2 separate regions of the Canis lupus genome follow, and region 2 is linked to region 1. Evidence: chromatin contacts called from public Hi-C data. All regions are on one chromosome and are shown on one strand. The core of a region is the stretch at or near the end of the contact, and the rest is flanking DNA. Distances in the headings are between cores, read along the strand shown.

Region 1 (3,065 bases), core at 406-2,905:
CAGGGGCCGGGGGTAGGGTCAGAGACGTGGGAAGTGCCCCCTGGTTGCCCTCAGAGCCAGGCCTCATGCTGAGACCACTACATTAGCTACCTGATTTAACACAGTGACTAGGGGCAGCCCGGTGGCTCAGTGGTTTAATGCTGCCTTCAGCCCAGGGCCTAATCCTAGAGACCTGGGATCGAGTCCCACGTCGGGCTCCCTGCATGGAGCCTGCTTCTCGCTCTGCCTGTGTCTCTGCCTCTCTCTGTGTGTCTCATGAATAAATAAATAAAATCTTTAAGAAAAAAAAAAAAAGAAACCACAGTGATTATGAAGCATATGAGAACTGAGATCCATTTTATAGGTGAGAAAACTGGACCCAAGTCATCTGCCCAAAGCTTCTAGAAGTATGGCTCAAAGCCAGGTCTTCCTGAAGCAACTCTGCACTCCTGTTTTGCCCCCCGCCCCCTGTTCCCAGGCCGCTGGGAGGAACTGCAGGAGGACCTGGTGGTGGCTGGCTGGTCGGCCTTCACCCCTGCTATGCCACAAAGCCGAGGGTGCTCTGCAACAGGGAAAGTGATGATGGGTCAGGACCCAAAGGGGCAACTGTGAGTGGGTGAGCTTGACACACGTGACCCCGTGGTCTTCTTATGGGAGGCTGCAGGGTAGCCCACGAGGCCTGCTGGGTCCCTCATTTGAGCTAAAAGCAAACCATGACCCTTCAGAGGCTGTGTACCCTGCCCTATCCCTGACCCCCACCCCATGGCCGAACCTGGCCCTGAATCTCAGGACTTGAGTTCAGCGTCCAAGATTGGGAAGGTGGACGCCTGCCTGACTCATTCATTTTTTTTATTTTACAAGTTCATGGGCAGTGGAATCATCCAGCCGTCCCAGCTGCACTGTCCAAATCCGGCTCTGTCCCCTGCTAGCCTTGAGGGGTGGTGGTGAGGGGGCAGGGAGCTTGCCCGGCATCAGCAGGGCCTGTCTGGGGGGGCGGGGGGGGGGGGCGCTCACAGCCTGTGCTTGGAGTGGTGCAGGGTGAGGAGAGGGCAAGTGGAGGTCGGGGAGAGAAGGGCCCGGGGTGTCAGGAAGCAGGCGGCTGTGTACAGCGGTCACCCAGGCCCGGGCCCCAGGCTCAGGATGTGGGTTCCTGAACGGGCGACAGGAGCAGGTGCAAGCAGAGAGGGTGTGCGCGCTGGGTGACCTGGGGCCTGCCCGCTGGGGCCCTCCCTGGGCAGGAGAGAGAGGGTCCGGGGCTCCGAGCCATCCCTGGAAGTGGCCAAGGGGCCCCCGGGGGCGCCTCTGCAGAGCCCCCGCTAATGTGCTGCGAAGGCCGGGCCTCCGGCCCCTGGGGCCCCCGCTCGGCGCCGGGCGCTGGGGCTCGGGGACGCCTCCTGGCCCGCAGGGGGCGAGAGGAAGGCGAGCGGGCCGCTGTCTGCCCTGGGGCGGGAGCCAAGGCCCGGGCTCCCGCGGCCCCGCGGCCCCGCGCCTCCCTGCGCTTCGGCGAGGAGACGCCGCCCCCCAGCGGCCACGCGGAGCGCGCCCCGGAGACCGCCTGCGCCGCGTCCTCCGCGCTCCGCCCCGCGCGTAGTCCTTCCCCGGCCCTCGGGACCCGGGTGCGCTGTCCCCGCGCCGGCGCCGCAGTGAGTGGGTGCGAAGCCGCAGAAGGGCCGAGCGGGCGTCGGCAGGCGGCGGTGGAGCCCGTGCGCCCCTGGACTGTGTCCGCCGCCGGTTGGGTTTTCCCGAAATGTGACGACAGCATTTCTTTCTTTCTTGTGTTTAATATTTTATTTATTCATGATAGACATAGAGACAGAGAGAGAGAGAGAGAGAGAGAGGCAGAGACACAGGAGGAGGGAGAAGCAGGCTCCACGCCCGGAGCCCGACGCGGGCCTCGATCCCGGGACTCCGGGATCACGCCCTGGGCCAAAGGCAGGCGCCGACCGGACCGCTGCGCCACGCAGGGATCCCCGACAACAGCGTTTCTGCGCCGTCTTCTCTTCCAGAGCCTTGCCACCCCGCGCCCGCCAAGAGCGCCCCGCTGCTCCCCTCCCCTCGAAGCCGCGTGGCATTGGGGGAGGCCTGGTGCTCGCCTGACTTCTAAGGCTAAAGGGCAAAGAGGATTGGGGCCGCCCGAATGTCCTTCTGGAGCTCAGCCACCGCCGCGCGAGGAAGCCCAGGCTGCCTGCGGGGGCCCCAGGCCAGGGGCTGCTCCCAGCCAAGGGACCCCAGGCACCAGCCAGGGCTCGCAGGCCCTGTGGGTGGGCAAGACTCGGTCAGGGGACTCGGCCCCCGACCTGAGGGTCACGGCCGACGGCCCGGGGAGCAGACACCGGGGCCCTCACCGAGTCCTGCCCACACAAAACCGCACCAGACCAATGTCATGGTTTTAGGTCACTTGGATTTGGGGTAACCTGTTATGGAGGCAGATAGGTTGCAGTCAGTGTGACGGGCATCGATTCCATGTGCTTTGTTTGCGCATGTGCTAAATGATAGGTTCACCACGGAATTATTTGAAATCACAAAAGGTTGGAAATATCCTACTATTCTCTCAACAGAATACTTGTTAAGTTATAACAGATGCACCATGGAGGACCCTGCAACCGTCCTAAGAATGAGGATGTTTTAAATGAATTGATATGACCTTCAGGAAACATTAAAGTGAAAAAACAAGGAGCAGAGAAATGTGCATATGTGCTGTTCACTAGATAAAAAGAGGAATAAAGAACACATTATTTACATGCGCATAAAATGCTTTTGAAAGGATCCACAAGAAAGTGAGGGCATTATCTAGGAGAGGGCACCCGGTGGAGGTAGAAGGGAGAGCTTTCCTGCTTACTCTTTTAGTACCTGTAAATTTTGTAATCAAGTGAAAGTTCAGGTCTAAAAAATTGTATAGTTTTCTAATTTTTTAAAAATGTATAAAGCCTTTTTGATATGCTACACATAGTAATATGCAGACAAAAGGCATAGCTCCTGCTCACCATCATCACATTTATACTATTGCCTTGCTAGCAAGGCAAAATAATATAAAACATGGAGGGTAAAGAGTGAAACTTCTAGAATCAGGCTGCTGGAGTTCAAAT
Region 2 (3,065 bases), core at 405-2,904, 200 kb before region 1:
TCTGCCTTATTCTTAACTCTAGTTTATAAATGGCAGGCAGGAGGTGTGTGTGTGTGTGTGTGTGTGTGTGTGTGTGTGTGTGTGGTGAGGAAGCTGGAGGGGGAGCCCAGGCCAACAGCGGAGATGCCTGGTGAGCACCATCTCTAGCTCTGGAGATGACTGCCTCTTTGGCTCCTCTTGATACAACTTCCAAATACACTTACGTTCACTGAACCGGTCTCAAACCATGTCATCAGAAGCACCCAGACTGCATTGCTTCCTGGGATCATGATGGGTTACCAGTGATAGAGCAATTAGATTGCACTATTTAACACATGCTCGTCAAGCACAACCTGAGGGCTGCCCTTGAGGGAACCCGACAAGTGGCCCGCTTTCTGGAGCGTCTTCTGGATGTGGGCAGAGCAATTAACAAGCTTCCAGAAGTAAGAAAAGCCATAAAGAAAATTTAATGAGAAATGAAGGTAGAGGCTGAAGAGTGACAACATGACGACAGATGGCTGGGGATTTCAGCAAAGAAGGTGGCAGTCCCCTGCTCCAGATTTTTTTTAGTTCTAAAGATGGGGTTGAGTCTCTTCTTGCGGCAGGTGGTTTTATCTGGGCTCTGGGAGCCAGAGAAGGTCTGAGGCAGGAGGCCCAGAGGACTTTTCAAAGAACTTGCAATTTTGTGATTGTACAATTAATTCATCATCTATTTTTTCTTTTTCTATTGTTTGTTTTGTATACACAAGACTGCTGGAAACAAAAATTATTGGAAATTCCATTCAGAAGGAATTATTGGAATGGCATTAATGTGCCATATGCATGGTACCCATGTCCCCTTATGAGGCAGTGAGAGATGGAAATCCCATACAAACAAGCAGAAGTGGCCTCTGCCGTCTGTAATGATGGGCAAGCCTGGGAGGTGATGTGCCCCAGCAGGAGGGGAACTGGGACATGTTCTTCCCTCTCCTCTCACGGGGAGGCGAGGCAAAGCTGAACCTTTAAGAACAGGGAGACATATAAGGCCTCAGGAAGTCAAGAGGGGTGATCAGGCCGAAAAAGGCCCCGCCTTTCTTGGGCAAGTTTACTGTAAGTGTCATAACCATTCGGCCAAGTCCATGGAATAGTGAGTGCTGTTGGTCCTCCTGGGGCATTGCACCTGTGGACAGCTTGTCTAGGGACACCTGAGCTGGGCAGGAGTATGGTCCCAAAGCCCACTTTCAGATCCTTAGGTGGGGCCGCAAATCCAACCAAGGGTCTGTATGAGGGGCCCTAGTGGGTGAATTAGTCAAGATGTCATCTGCGTCATCGGGGGGCATCAGGAGCTGGCTCCCTCTGCATTCTTGCTTTATCTCCTCCTCGGGCAGGGGAGTCGGCACAGCTGGCCAGGCCGGTGCTGCCCGAAGGAGCTGGAGTGAAAGGTAGGCGTCCTCCGCCTCAGCTGGCGGGGCCTGGAGCCCGCAGGCAAAGACCAAGTGAGGTCCAGTGAGCTGAGCCCAAGACGCACGCCTGCAACAGGTGACGGGGCTGGGGTGGGCTTGTCCTACAGGCCCTGGGAGGAGGAAAGAAGATTGGGATGGTCCCATAAAGACCAGGGACAGCAGCTCCCAGTGAGAGGCTCTCAGGACTAACGGAGCTGCCTGGGGAAGGCTCCACCCGGGCTGGGGTGAGTGACTGGTTGGACTTGAGCAGGCAGCCTGGCACCGAGTCTTCAGGGGGGCTCCAGGGAGGAAGGGCACGGAGAGTGGGCAGAGGCAGGACCGGAACCTTCTCTACAGAGGCCAGTGTGGCTGGGTCTCTGCCTCCTCCTTCCCTTGCAGGCCCTTAGAGGGGGCCTCCAGGAGCGGGGCCTCTCCCGCTCCTTCCCTTTATGACCAGAAGCAAGTTGGGGTTGAGCCCAAAACAGCGCAGCTCTCCTTTCACTTCACTGTTCGCCTAGGCAAAGTCGGGAAGCCCTGCCGGCCTCTCTAGGGCTCTGGGAGCCGAGGGCAGGGATTCCTGCTGCATCTTTGACCTGCTTCACCTCCCCTGAAAGCACATCACCCTTGCCACATGGCATCATAATGGTCTTTTTGCAGTTGAGTCCTGTCGTATGGTCATAACTCAAGCGAATTCAACTGCAGGTGCTCAAAGAAAACTTTTAATAAAAAACAATGTGAAGTGTGTGATTTTTGCCAGTCGTTCCCACCACGTTACACATATGCCCCGGGGGTGTGAATCTGTGAATATTTGTATCCCAGTTCGGATCCTCTATTGCTGGGAGCATCTCACACACCAGTGTTTAAAGCTACGATACATATTTTTCATACAACATGACCTCAAAACACAAGCCAAGCCAAGTGCTTCCTCTGGTGCTCAGCCACGAAGCAGCCATCTGTTCCAGTGCTGCAGGGAAACTGGCTATGTTGTGTTTATTGAGAGGTTGCATTTCAGATGCCAACGTACCACCTCCCCGAGGGATCTTTTTTCCCCAAGAATAATTTTGATTGTGTTTGATTTTCTTCTTGATGTTGATGTGAGGATCTACCTAGCTGCTTCCGGAGATGCAACTCCATTCTGGCTTTCTTCCTTGCTAAGCTGGGAGCTCCCTGAAGGCTGGGCCATAGGTAATCCACGTGTCTATCCCCGAGTGCGTGCCTGGCACACAGTGGACAGGCTACCATGCGTAAACAAAGCAGCCCGAGGGCAGCCAAGGACGGGTTCCTGGGCAGCCTTGCCCGTTTCCCTGAGGGTGGGCAGATTGAGACTGCATGATGATTTGGCCGTGTGCCAGATCTGGGCGAAGGCGATGAACTCCTGTGTGTGCTGGGCTCACCTGCTGTACCTTCCAATATTTCTTTGCAGGCTCTGTCTTCGGTGGGTAAACCCAAACAGCTGACACACGGCACCCTCCGCCTCTGGTGAGGGGCTTGCAGTCCCTGGCACGCAGTAAGTCCTTTGTGCTTCTAGGCTTCCACACTCTCACTTCTCATTTGCTCATTAGACACTTGGTCTCAGGCTCTGATTGCTGGATCCTCCTTCTCTGCCTCACTTCTAAACATTTGAGAGTCTTCATTTCCATCTCTGATTCTGTTCTTTCCTCTCCT

What was found. A called contact is a pair of places that touch in the nucleus more often than the background predicts.
Region 2: a Hi-C map of amygdala shows a contact between it and region 1, with 6 times the contacts expected there. The contact joins two enhancer-like sites. A contact is called at or near these places in 2 of 9 Hi-C or Micro-C datasets (amygdala and liver).

What each region holds. Positions count from the first base shown.
Region 1 is chr25:12,862,756-12,865,820 of UU_Cfam_GSD_1.0, reverse strand. No RefSeq gene overlaps it. Among named protein-coding and RNA genes, the nearest start is that of GPR12, 61 kb to the right of the region's middle. Within about 2 kb of position 1,655, at least 7 of the 20 cell types and tissues checked have an H3K27ac peak or open chromatin away from gene starts, as enhancers often do.
Region 2 is chr25:13,062,985-13,066,049 of UU_Cfam_GSD_1.0, reverse strand. LOC119877533 (a long non-coding RNA gene) reads right to left here. Exons shown (of 3, transcript XR_005378438.1): 3 at 438-3,065. All of the region lies in intron 4 of LOC111092401 (a long non-coding RNA gene), which reads left to right. Among named protein-coding and RNA genes, the nearest start is that of WASF3, 58 kb to the right of the region's middle. Within about 2 kb of position 1,654, at least 2 of the 20 cell types and tissues checked have an H3K27ac peak or open chromatin away from gene starts, as enhancers often do.